Regions from separate parts of the Ovis aries genome. Here region 2 is linked to region 1. The links are chromatin contacts, called in public Hi-C maps. All regions are on one chromosome and are shown on one strand. The core of a region is the stretch at or near the end of the contact, and the rest is flanking DNA. Distances in the headings are between cores, read along the strand shown. Region 1 overlaps LOC132657818 (a long non-coding RNA gene). Region 2 holds the start of ZBED5 (zinc finger BED-type containing 5).

Evidence for each region. Hi-C and Micro-C count contacts between places; a contact is called where the count stands out from the background.
Region 2: a contact with region 1 is called in a Hi-C map of tail adipose tissue, with 2.1 times the contacts expected there. The contact joins the promoter of ZBED5 here to the enhancer-like site in region 1. A contact is called at or near these places in 3 of 16 Hi-C or Micro-C datasets (liver and tail adipose tissue).

The regions. Positions count from the first base shown.
Region 1 is chr15:41,464,811-41,471,647 of ARS-UI_Ramb_v3.0, reverse strand. LOC132657818 (a long non-coding RNA gene) reads right to left here. Exons shown (of 2, transcript XR_009596515.1): 2 at 6,401-6,837. Among named protein-coding and RNA genes, the nearest start is that of ZBED5, 78 kb to the left of the region's middle. Within about 2 kb of position 1,522, at least 43 of the 54 cell types and tissues checked have an H3K27ac peak or open chromatin away from gene starts, as enhancers often do. A contact at or near this core is called in liver and tail adipose tissue, where this site is marked.
Region 2 is chr15:41,543,918-41,550,335 of ARS-UI_Ramb_v3.0, reverse strand. ZBED5 (zinc finger BED-type containing 5) reads right to left here and starts at 4,205. Exons shown (of 3, transcript XM_060399903.1): 1 at 3,743-4,205; 2 at 1,789-1,901; 3 at 1-712. The coding sequence starts at 576.

The sequences.
Region 1 (6,837 bases), core at 273-2,772:
GCAGTTAAGTTATATAGCTGAGCCTCAGTTTCCTCATCTGCAAATGAGGATTGAAATAAGATAACAAAATGCTTTTGCCAATTTACAGCATTTGCTCATTTCTTATAACATGCTCAATGTTTCCTTTCATAATTATCCATTTTTATGGATAATTTATCATTTATCACATTGTATTTGCCGCTTAGTTGTTTTTCTCTCTCACCAGCCCATATAGGGCAGGGACAACCGTTCTGCTTATCTCTGGCACCCACTGGGCTCTCAGTTAAATGTTTACTGAAGAAGGGAATGGAGTGAGCTGCCTGGAGATCTGGGGTAGGGGCTCCTTGAGCTCTCCTTTTCCCCTGCAGCCCTAGCTTTATGCTTACTGGCTAAGCCCCCAGTGGGCCCCACTATCACCCATAAGCCTGTTTGGAGTCTTCTGACAGCTTCTGCCCTGGAAACAAAGGCTTCTGCAGGCATCTGGTGAGGGCAGAACAGACCTGAACTCCCTGCAGTGCCCGGCCTTCTCGGATGGCTCAGCCCCTGTGGAGCCAGTTAGGCCCTATTGGCCCAAGGAGGGCCTAAGGCTGTGGCTCAAAGTGCTGGAGTTGACGGCTTTTCTGCAGGGCTGGCAGGGTGGCTGCGCTCCATAGGGAGGCCCCTTGGCTTCTCACTTGGGTGGCCTCCGAGCAGGGACCGGCCCCTTTGGCTCTGCTCCAGGATTTCTGCAGTTTGTCTGAAGGAAGCAGAGGGGGCCAGGGGAGGCCTCCGGGCCTACATTGGCAGGACCTGAGGCCCAGCCCGAGGAATAAGATCCCCCCACCACTGCAGGGAGCTGGGGAGAGAGAGCTGCAGGGCAGCTCTGGGAGAACAGTCCCCAGCAGCCTGGGGAGGCAGCCCTCAGGAGGGAGGTGGGGCGGGATTTGAGGGGAGAAGCCTTTAATGAAGACTCAGAGGAGAAAGAAGCCTAAGGGATACAAGCGGGGAGGCTGGTGGCAAGGGCCCAGAGGCCCCCAGGCCTTGAGGCTCTGACGCAGAGAGGAGGGAACCAGGGCAGCCAACTGACCTCCTTCCGGGAGTTGGGGAGAGGCCAGGGAGGAAGTGATGCTGGGTTCCAGGAGGGAGGGCGGCAGTGAAGGCAGGGGAGAAGAAGAAGGGAAGTGGGGAGAACAGAGGAGAGAGAGAAAGGCAGAGAGACAGAGACAGAGGAGAGAAACAGAAAGACAGAAAGGGAAGCAGAGAGAGAGCAGCAGACACACACGCACACACACGCATGCACGCACACACCCACACACACGTACACACACACACATGCACACCACACACAAATCAACAGAAAGAGAAGGAGAGCTGGCTGCAGAGAGGGAGTGAGGTGGGGAAGGGAGAGAAGGAAAGAGGCAGGGAAACCTAGAGAGAAGCGGGAGGAGGATAAAGGGGGAAGGGAGGGGGAAGAATGCTGGGAGGGGAGCAGAAAGGCAGGTGGGGTGAAGAGACTGAGCCAGAGCTGGAGGGGAGGCAGGCAGCTGTGAGGCAGAGGCTTGGCAGGCAGCCTAGAGGAGGAGGAGGAGACTTTGAGGAGGCCTGTCTGCAGTTGTGACAGAGAGCACTCCCTCTCTGATATCGCCAAATAAAAAGGCTCAACAGTCCAGGAAGTCATGTTCCTTGGTCTGCGGGTCACTTGGTCAACAACAGGGTGGGTTATGCCCTGACTGCTGGTACTTCCTGGAGGTGGCAGTGGGAGCGGGCAGATTCATTGCCTGGGTGCTGGCTGAGGGTCACAGATGGAAGGAGGTGGTGTTTGTTTATTCTTTTACTTGCTCGACAAACATTTACTGAGCAACTGTGCTGGGCGCTGCCCCAGGCTCTAGGGCTTCAGAGACACAGCCTCAGCCACATCTGTGAGCAGTCTAGTGGGGGATACAGATGAAGCACAGGTCCCAGAGGTGCAACCAGGGTCCAGTTACTTAACTGCTCTGTGCCTCAGTTTCCTCATCTGGAAAATGGGGTTTATTAGGAGACCTATTCTATAGGGCTGTTTTGAGGATTGAATGAAATCATTTATGTAAAGAACTAACTTGGTGCCTGGCACAAGATTATATCCTGAAATCTGAAAGGGTTTACCTATCAGTATGTATATGTTTTAAAATTTATTTATTTATTTCATTTTTGGCTGTGCTGCGTCTTCATTGCTGCCCTTGGGCTTTCTCTAGTTATAGTGCATGGGGGGCTATTCTCTGGTTGCAGTGTGAAGGCTTCTGATTGCAGTGATTTCCTTTGTTACGGAGCTTGGGTTCTAGGCACACAGGCTTCAGTAGTTGTGGCTCACTGGCTTAGTTGCCCCACGGCATGTGAAATCTTCCTGGACTAGGGATCAAAATTGTGTCGCCTGCATTGGTAGGCAGATTCTTAATCACTGGACCATAGGGAAGTCCCCTTATCAGTGTTTTTGAGCTGTTGGGTCTTGAAAGAGAAGACAGTCAAGGGGGAGCAGAAGCGGAGGAACCTCCCAGGCAGAAGCCACAGAATCCATAAGAAGGAAGGGTGACTAGGATGTGACCCGATGGCTGTGGGGCTAATGAGAGTGGTGGGAGTGGGAGTCACCTGCAGTAGCATTATCCTGGGGGAGGGGCTCGCTGAATATTCAGGGCCTTGGGCCCCTCTTTAAGCCTCTGGGCAGGGCTTGGAAATCTATGTTTTAGCTTGCTCCCAACCTCCCCGCACCTCCGGCCAGTTCTGCTACTCCCCTTCCCTCCACACTAGCCCAAGGCCCTGGCCTAGTTCAGGGGTAATTGTGTGATTACAATAAACAGCTTTCTAGTGGATCCAGCCCCGCTGGAGTCTCACCTGTAATCTGATCCTCCTTTAAAAGAGGTCTTCTGTGGGAGAAGGCAAGGGTGGGATGATTTGGGAGAATAGCATTGAAACATGTATATTACCATATGTGAAACGAATCACCAGTCCAGGTTCGATTCATGAGACAGGGTGCTCAGGGCTGGTGCACTGGGATGACCCTGAGGGATGGCATGGGGAGGGAGGTGGAAGAGGGGTTCAGGATGGGGAACACATGTACACCCATGGCTGATTCATGTTAATGTATGGCAAAAACCACTACAATATTATAAAGTAATTAGCCTCCAATTAAAAAAAAAAAAAAAAGAGGTCTTCTTAGTGAAGCCTTCCCTGACTGCTCAGGGCAGAATTAATGGCTCAATTCTGTTTCCACTGCACCTTGAACAGCCCTGTGTTATAACTTATGAAACTATCAAAGTTGTTGTTATATGTGTCTATGTCTCTCCCTAAGCCTGCCTCTTACAAAAAGATGAGGCCTTGAGGACAGAGGAAGGGCCAAATTTATCTTCTGTCCCCTGGCCTGACACACAGCAGAGGATCTCATGAAGACTCGTTCTCCAGGTGGGCATCTGGCTCTCTGGAGGATATCAGTGAGAGAGAATTCCCTTACATCCTCTTCTAGGGGGTCTCTGAGATTTTCTCCCCTGTTTTCTTTTGTTCACTGGGCCTCATTTGGCAGCAAGATGATTTCCTGTAGAGAAATTTCTGGCAGAGTACATGGCAGATTTTAGGCAGTTACAAGTCAAGTTGACCTTGACTGAATCTCCAGGACCTCGTGAGGTAATGTGTCCTGGAGAGAATCCTAAGTTTGTTCCCACATTTCTGAGTACATTGTGTTTTAGATGAAGGCAGTTACAGGTAAACTCCGTTTTTGGCTTGTAGGTGAGGAATCTGGGGCCTGCTGCAACTGGCAGGAGCGGGGACCAGGGACACACTGCTTGATAGAGATGCTGAGAAGTGGGGATGGGGGCCTGACCCCGGATCCCGTTTGCCTGTCCCAAGGTCCTAGTCTCTGAAATCTCAGCTGCTCATTTTATGCTTTTCCAGCTATGAGATACGCTTAGACTTGCAGTTTCAGGGCTCCCATCCAAGAGAGGTCCTCAGCGGGCATCAGTGGTGATGGCTCCCATGAGGACGCATTTAGAAAGAATGATGCTGATAGCAGGGGTATGGCCTGGGCCTGCGTTAAGGGTCTCCTCATACATTACTGTTTCATTCGCATAGCAGCCCTATTCAGTAGGTCATAGTCTTCCCTCTCCCCATTTCACAGATGAGGAAACTGAGATACAGAAAGTTGAGAAACATGCCCAGGATCACAGCTAAGTCAGTAGCAGAGCTGGGTTTTGAAACCCTGCCCGTGTCATTCCCGAAATGGGGCGCTTAACCACTTGCCTGCCGAATGGTTGAACGCCTTTTCATTCCATTTCATTGCGCTAACATGCTACCGACTGTCCCTGAAGAGAACAGTTGCTAAAACCTCGAATGAGCGTGGAAAATACTGATGATCAGAGATCCATGGAAAAGAAAGGGATGCTTCATGGAGAGGGTATTGTGGTTGTAACCGTCAGAAAATATTTAAGAGTAGGAACAAATGGAAATAATCCCATTAACATGATTGTGGGTTCAGGTTTTTTTTTTTTTTTTTTTTAACCTTTCACCACATATCCTCAGGTCATTGTTTCATAGTCTTTACTAAAAGATCACCTAAAGAACAGAAGCCCTGGGAACCCCCTGCTAGTCCAGTGGACAGGCCTTCACGCTCTTACTGCTGAGGACCCAGGTTCATTAAGATCCCCAAGGCCCTGTGGCCCTGCCAAAAAAGAAAAAACAGAAGCCCCTGGCTTGGTGTGTGATACCAAATATGGCCACATGGTGTCCCTCCAGCTCAGTCTAAAGCTTTCAGACTTCAGCCTTGCAGTTTCCACCTGGCTGAGAGGCAAGGGCTAGTTGTAGCTGAGAGGACTCTAAGCCATTAAGCCAGCTTCCAGCTGCTGGAGCAGGAAAGGCACTATGGCCTGAAGGGCAGAGGTGACAGAAGGCCAGGGTATGGCAGTTTGTTTGCTTCTGAGTATTTCAATGTACAGTTCTGATATTGACAGTTCATTAGCATCGTCTGAAGAAAGGGAACAGGAAGGTTTTAGATTTGCATGCTAGAAGGGCTGTTTCCTGGGTCTTGTAATTGGAGGGAGGGCAGGAGGGGGTTGGAGTGGGGCCTGAGAAACAGGCAGGTCCAGGGTTTTTGTAGGAAGGTGAAGAGGTGGCAGTGTGGTTGGAAGGAGAGGTCAAATTTGTTTCAAAGCTGTGTTTGCACAGCAAGCACACTGTCACACATCAGCAGGAAAAAAATGTTGTCTAAAGAAACCCCTTACCCCTATATTTTAGTTTTGTTTACTTGCCAGTTGGTTCCAAACTCTGGCTTTTCACCCATTAAAACTGGCCAATTGTTATTTTAATATGATGGCAGACATTCAACCTTTTAAGTAACCTTTGGATTTTTTGTAGGGCAGTTGGGTGGAGGTGTATTACCCTCAGACTGGTGTGCATTACTGTCACCTGGAGGGCTTGTTGAAACAGATTGCTGGGCTCCCCACCCCAGAGTTTCCAATTTAGTAGATCTGGGGTGGGGCCTGAGAATGCAGTTTCTAAAAAATTCTTAGATGATGCTGATGTTGCTGGTCCGAGACCACCCTTGGAGGACCACCACCAAAAGTAAAACCACCACCAAAGAATGACTTTCCTCACGTGGACTGTCACTGTACTCTCTCATTTTAAAAGGCAAAGGCAAAAGAGCTTAATTTTTTTACCACTGAGTGCCCACCTTTAGAGTCAGTGGGCTGTGACCTTTGCTCAGCCCATGGGGCTGATTTTTTTCAGTGAGTCCCAGAGCAAATGTCAGGCAAGGCTAAGTTGGATTGGTGGGAGGTTGTTAGGGGCAACAGCAGCCTCCTGCTGATTGGGCCATCAGTATCACGTGTGTTGCCTAGGTTTTGGTGGCTTGGCTACCTTAGGTCCTAGCAAGTCTAATCCAAGCCAGGTGTTCCAACATCCCCTGATTCTGATCCTGCAATCGGAGCAGTAAATTCCCTTCTGCTTAGTTCAGCCAGAGTCCTCTCTGTTGCTTGCAGCCAAGATCTCTGACTCAACCTCTCCTCTGCATTGTCACTCACTATAGCAGCATGGAGGGAGCTGAGTGAACCAGGTCACACTCAAGTTAGCTACAGAGCTGAGAACTGGCGTCCCAGATTTCTCTCTCCCTTTCGAGGGCTCTTCCCTCCACGCCTACAGCCCCACCTCTGATCCACAAAACAGCCCTGCTTAGACAGGCATTTGCGATATGAATATGTTAAACCTTTCTGAAATATGGTAGGAGCTCCAAATATAATATATAAATAAAACCAAGCTGTAGGCACTCAAAGTTTGCAGCCTTAAAATGCTACAATTCCATGTCTAATGTTTCTCTGAAATAAAAAAGATCCACCCCTTTTAGTAATTGCAGGCAGTCTATAAAATGGTAGCACTCACACTCAGCTTTTAGGTGTGTTGTTATATCAACTGTTTTAAGATTTCAGAATTTGTTACTATGGATAGTCATTTACTATAAAGACATTGGGACTTCCCTGGTGGCTCAGCGGTGAAGAATCTGCATACAGGGCAGGAGCCACAGGTTTGGTCGCTGGGTAGGGAAGATCCCCTGGAGGAGGGCATGGCAAGCCGTTCCAGTGTTCTTGCCTGGAGAATCCCATGGACAGAGGAGCCTGCAGGGCTACAGTCCATGGGGTCGCAAAGAGTTAGACATGACTGAAGCAACTTAGCACGCACACACACACATCAAGATGTTGGAGGCTGGGGAGCAGAGGCCACCTCGGAAAATGCGCTTATGTTCAAGTTGCTTCCCTGGATAGCACCCTGCAGTCCCTAGGAAGAGGGCTGTGGAGGAAGGGAGACAGCTCAACTGCAGCACTGATCAAGCCGAGTGCATGGGGAACCTGCAAAGAGTCCAGCCTCTGT
Region 2 (6,418 bases), core at 2,956-5,455, 76 kb before region 1:
TTCATTATCTGTATTGACAATTTTAGGTGTTGGGGGTTTATTATTTTCAGGTGAATCAAGATGTTGCTTGAAAAAACTTATGTCTTTGTCTTTATATGCAGCATGTTTAGTTTCCAAATGTCTTCGAAGCTTACTAGGGGCCAAAGAGCTATTTGATAAAATTTTCTTACATAATACACACTGAGCATGAGGTGCATCTCTATTTCCAAAGTAAGTAAATCCAAAAGACAAATAACTTTCATCATATTTTCTTCTTTTTGGTTTCTTACTAAAAGTAGTTATTTTGTTGGAATTAGACATAAATTTGACCCTGGAAAGCTCACCTTCTGAATTTTTAGAAACTGAAGGCTGCAACTGCTCATCTTCACTTTGTAATATTCCAACCTTTTGATCATGTGATTCAGACACAATTTGATAACAAAAAGATTCTACTTCTTGTTTAAGACTTCCTTGTTTCAGTAACAGATCCATAGGCAATGAATTTGTGGTACAAAACATGGTTAATTTACCATAAACACTGAGTATCACAAATGTGTTGACATTATAAGACAGGATACATAGAAAATGAGCAATCATCAAAGAGATGATATATAGCAACACATCAGTTAATTTGTAAATGCTGCCTATGCATCAATGCGCAGATGGAACATCACACGTTCGTGTATCAGGTGATCTCTCATTCGACTTCCTGGTGCTCTCGGGTATGGCACACCTTTTCTTAAAGGTAGATTATCACATAAAAATAAAAGCTATAGAAATGAGTTTAGTAGTCTTAAACTTACATTTTAAAATAAATTATAAAGAAAAAGCTATTGTTAGCATTTATCTTTTTCTCACAACGCTCATTGACTTAGATAACATTAATACTCTATAAAACATAGTTTGGGAACCACTGGACCAAGAAATAATAAAGAGCTGAAAAGCGTATTTTTAAGGAAGCGATCTTGAGGTCCCATGGCAGGGTTGGCCAATTTTCCCCATAAAGTACCATATGATAAATATTTTTTACTTGGTGGGCCATATGGTCTCTACTGCAACTACTCAACTCTGTAGTTGGAGAATGGCAGCAGCCATAGACAATACGTTAGAAGGGCACAGCTGTGTTCCAATAAATCTCTATTTTCAAAAACAGGCAGCATAGGGCCATAATTCACCCACTGTATACCCTTTCACTGTATACAGTATCTTGGAGCTTTCTGATGCCTACTGCCATTAGATACACTCTTTGTTGACACTGTTACACATCTTAAGGCTTCTTTCAGGGCTCATAACTATTCTGCCAAGCTACTTCAAAAACACACAAACAGCTCAAAGTTTTGCAAGATACAGAATTCTGTTATATCTAAATATTGTGTGTTAACACTGAAAAATAAACTATATTCCAAAAATTAGCTACTATTTCTTTGGACTTAAAATTACATAAATATTTATATTATCCCAAATTAGACTCATTCAAAGTAATACATATATTTTACTAAGTACTCAGCATCCTATTATTCTTTAGGTGAAGGCTTAACAAGGACCTAAAGAAAACATAAACTCTCATTTTAATAGGTTTATTCCTCATATAATACTTTTTAAAAAGCATCATAAAATGGAACGGTAATGCAAATTTTAGGACTTCTAAAGAATACTAGCTTTATAAGGTAAGGCATTCAAATTTAGTGTCTATCTAAATGTAGTTACTTTTGATTTAAACTATGATTTGGCTACAGAGTAACCTTTGGATTCTTATATTAGATCCTGAATCAAAAGGGTTTTCCCATTAACAGCTAGAGGGTAAGATACCTGAAGTGAGGAGCACTCTCTTCTGCAATCACTCTCCACCTTGGAAGCTTGAAATGCAGACTCTTCAAAAAAATAAAATTAAGGGAAAGGGTAGAAGGGGAGTAACCAAAAGCCTAGAATGAGAAAAATTAAAATTAGACACTGTAAAAATAGAACTAACTACAAACCTCTAAGATGACCAATCTTTACAATTTATTTTAGAGCCAGGCAGTGCAAATGATTCTTCACTGAAATGCAGATCTTAGACTGAAATAGAAGATGTCTAACATAATAAAAGTGCTAATATTTTATCTTATTTAATACTTTGGTAATTCCATTGTTTTGAAATGCTTCTCCATGACTTCAGAGAAAGACATAAAATTCTCAGAAACTAAACCTAACTTTTTCAAGTATAGCCACAACTTAATGTCTCTAAAACTAAGCATTTTAAGTAATCTAAAATGGAATTATACACGGAAAGGTTACAAGAACTATGCCTTTTTGTTATAAACACTCTCTTCTCAATAACCAAGATCCTTAAGGTTACTAACATTCACTGAGTGATCATTGTTTACTATGTGCCAGTAACTGCTAAATCCCTTATAGATGAGCTCATTTAATCCTCAAAACGAATTTGAGAGTTAGGGGCTATTATTAACAATCCTTTAAGGATGAACAAATGGGAGCTTAAGTCCCCTGCTAAGTTAAGGCATCTGTGAAGAATTAACAATACCCAGAAAGTTCGACTGCAGAGCCCACGTGCCTCGTCATTGCTTGTGTGTCCCCAAATACTCTTAATTTCACAAGCACTAAAAATCTGGGACCAGGAGTTGGACGGTGCACAGAGAAATGAATGATCTATACCATGGGTTATTACTGCCAGAAAGTCGAGGGTCTCAAACTGGCAGCAGAATGCCGTACACCTTCATTATTGGCAGCTAAAGAGCAGACTGTTCTACCACAGTCCCGAGTGGGCCTTAGTTGCAGATAACTTCGTGGAGTCAATGGGTGTCCTAAAAGTTTACAATCTCTCTCCCTGGCTACTAGGGAAGGACACGAGTGGTGCGCTTTGTTTTCAGGAACGAGGGCCTAATCTCCACATTTTCAGAGGTGCTCTCCTGAATCTTTCGAGGACAAAGAGGCTGGACTCCCTAAAGAGTAAAGTTTCTATTTGACTCCCTGAAAAGGAGCGGGGGGAACCCTCATCTTTTGTTTCTTCTGGCTAAACTGACAGGTAACACCATCCATTCACCCCCTCCCTCGGGTGGTTCCTGCTCTGAACAATACCCTTGGGGCAGGAGGGCTGGGGAGGAGGGCAGACTGTTCAAAAAGCTGAGGCAGAAAGTGGGCACGGACACCCCATCGAGTACCTAAGTGCTTTTTAAAACGGTCACTTCGATGGGCTGCCCAGCCAGCTATATCCCTCGGCTCCTCCTTGTCACAGGTGCGCGCTGCCAGCCACAGCTGGGGCTGGCTTCCTGTGGGAATCCACCCTCGCCTACGGAACTCCTCTCGCGTCCCCGGGCGGTCGCCTTAGCTAACAACCACAGGAAACCGTCTCAGAACCCGACACTATCTTTCTCATCTCCATCGGCGATGAAGAGAATGGTCTCTGCTGCGGCTGGGCTGCAGAGCAGCGCCGCGGTCCCCAGCAGCGCCGGCGCCCGCCATTTTACAAAGCTCACGGCAGCGGCCATTTCAGAGCGCACCACTCAGCCGCCACGGCGGCTCTGGTCCTCACCTTCACCGAGGCCTGAACGGGGTCAAGAGCCAGTCGTCGCGGACTGGAAGGGGGAGGGGGGAGGGAGGAAGGGAGAAAATGAAAAACAAAACAGAGGGAAGAAGGATTCGGGGGGCCGGGCGATGCTCTCAGCTCAGGGATATCGCCTATGCCACCTCCATAGACATCCGATTCGCGGCTGGCGCGGTCGCTTGTCTGAAGATAAATTTAGCACACTAGGGCACCCCCACTTACAGTCTCCACGAGCGACTTTGCCGCCGCCCAATCAGCGCCAGAATTGCTCCCCGCCACCTATCCGCGCTGAGCAGTGGGGCGGGACCAAAGGAAAGGACCAAGGTCGGTTGAGGAGCCGGCCAGCCGCAGCCGCCGCTATCGCTCTGGTTTAGGGCGTTCGCTTGAGGCTGAGCTAATACCCGACGAGAAGCGATAGTTTTCAGATATCCCTGGGTTCGAGCAGCCCGGGCGCTTGTTTACAATGCAGAGTCCTGGGTGCTGCGAGATAGCATTTGTGATCCTGTAGCGCTGGATTGGCTTCGAGAAACCTGCGTGCCTTTATGCAGTAGGGCTCAGCCCCGGTGTTGATTTGAGTGCATTTGCAGAGCCTCGGCTGCTGGTCCTTTCACGCGCTCTTTGTTCCCGGAGCCGCACCCCAAGCCCAGGTTGCGCAACTGCCTCCTCTTTTCCTTGTTTTCCCACTGGAATCTGGGCAGAAAACGCCCTCTCTCTTCCCCGCCCCTCCCAGAAGCTGGCGTGTCGGGGGCCCCTAGTGGGCCGAGCTGAGAGCTGAGCGACATGTCGCCGGGGCGCTGCACTCTCCCGAGCTCCCTGGTGACCCCAGATCGGGTCGGGAGCCACATGTAGGAATATGTAGGGATGGCGGCGTTTCAGCTGTGTCAATGGGAAAGAGTCCGCTTGCTGTGTCTCTGCACCCTCCGCTAGTGGCTCTCTCCCCGAGGAATGCCCAGCGCTCTAGAACACTGTTTGATAGCTGCTGCTGCTAAGTCGCTTTAGTCGTGTCCGACTCTGCGACCCCATAGACGGCAGCCCACCAGGCTCCCCCGTTCCTACTTCGGGTGTTTTAAGCTCAGTTCTCCTATCCCCCTCCCCTGTTTTTAAAAACAAAACAGCAAAAGGCTTCGAGCCGTGTATTCAATTCTATTTTGTGTGAGATCTGTCGTGGAGACGTGCAGTCTGTTTTTCCAAATTGGCATCTTGAAATATGCACACTTCTTGGAAGGAATTTGTTGACATACGGGTAGCATTAAACAGTGAGTCCAATGGTTTGCAATATTTTAGATTTTCAAGGCCCCATAGAAATAACCAAGTCAAGAAAGTTGAATCTTGTTTTCAGGCGCTGCGCCAATGATAGGAAATTCCTAACTTGTGGTCAAAACCAAGGGCAGCTTTTGTTTTTCCTAACTTTGCTCTTCTTGGACATGTGAATAAATTTCTTCGGCATTGAAAGACGTCTAGCCTCTTATTCAGCAGAATCTTTGGGAGGACTGAACTAGATGATTTCCTAAGACTGATAATATATGTCAACATTTGGTTCTTAATGTTTTACAGTCATTTCAGCAACTTCAGAACTTTGCCTCATGATAGACTGTCCATTGGAGAAGGCAGTGGAACCCCACTCCAGTACTCTTGCCTGGAAAATCCCAGGGACGGGGAGCCTGGTGGGCTGCCATCTGTGGGGTCGCACAGAGTCGGACACGACTGAAGCGACTTAGCAGCAGCAGACTATCCATATGTCTTCATTATTATTTTAAAATTATTCCTGTTAAATTGGTTTCATTTGAGCTTTTGAACCACCAAGGGGGGAATCACTTTGCTGAAGGGGCGGAATTTTACTTGAAGAGCAAAGATCACATTGTAATTGAAGGAATTGTCTAGCTCTTAACAATATTGGAAAAATTCCCCACATTTTCATAAGTTTTCTATTTCAGAAGGGCCTTTTACAAATATGCTCCCAATTTAATCTTCACACATCTGGTTTACATTTTCATGGAATGAAATAATTCAAGACATTCAGCTGATAACAAATTCAACTGAAGTGAAGTCTGAAATTTAACCTTGGTCCTAAAATCTGCAGTCTGATCAGTAAGGGGCTTGAAAGGAGAAATTTTTCTGTAGTTGCTTAGTCAATAGATTATTATAGAATGTTGGTTGCTGAGACAGATAAAATATACAGGCAATGTGAAACTCTGACCAATAGTGGTAATGGGTAGCATTTACTGAATACACAGTGTGGGCAGGGGCTATTCTATCTACACACTTTCTAAAGTATTAGCTCATTTACTATTTACAACCCTATCAGATGTTGTTTAGTCACTAAATCGTGCAACCCCAGGAACTGCAGCATATCAGGCTTCCCTGTCCTTCACTGTCTCATGGAGCTTGCTCAAACTCGTGTCCATTGAATCGGTGATGCCATCCAACCATTTCATCCTCTGTCGTCCCCTTCTTCTGCCCTCAGTCTTTCCCAGCATCAGGATCTTTTCCAATCAGTCAATTCTTCAGATCAGTTGGTCAAAGGATTGGAGCTTCAGCTTCAGCACCAGTCCTTCCAATGAATATTCAGGGTTGTTGATTTCCTTTAGGATCGAATGGTTTGATCTCCTTGCAGTCCAAGGGACTCTCAAGAGTCTTCTCCAGCACCACAGTTCGAGAGCATCAATTCTTTGGTGCTCAATCTTCTTTATGGTCCAACTCTCACAACTGTACATGACTATGGGAAAAATATAGCTTTGACTATACGGACTTTTGTTGAGAAAGTGATGTCTCTGCTTTTTAATATGCTGTTTAGATTTGTCATAGCTTTTTCTTCCAAGGGGCAAGTGTGTTTTATTTCATGGCTGCAGTCACAGTCCACAGTGATTATGGAGCCCAGGAAAAGAAAATATGTCACTG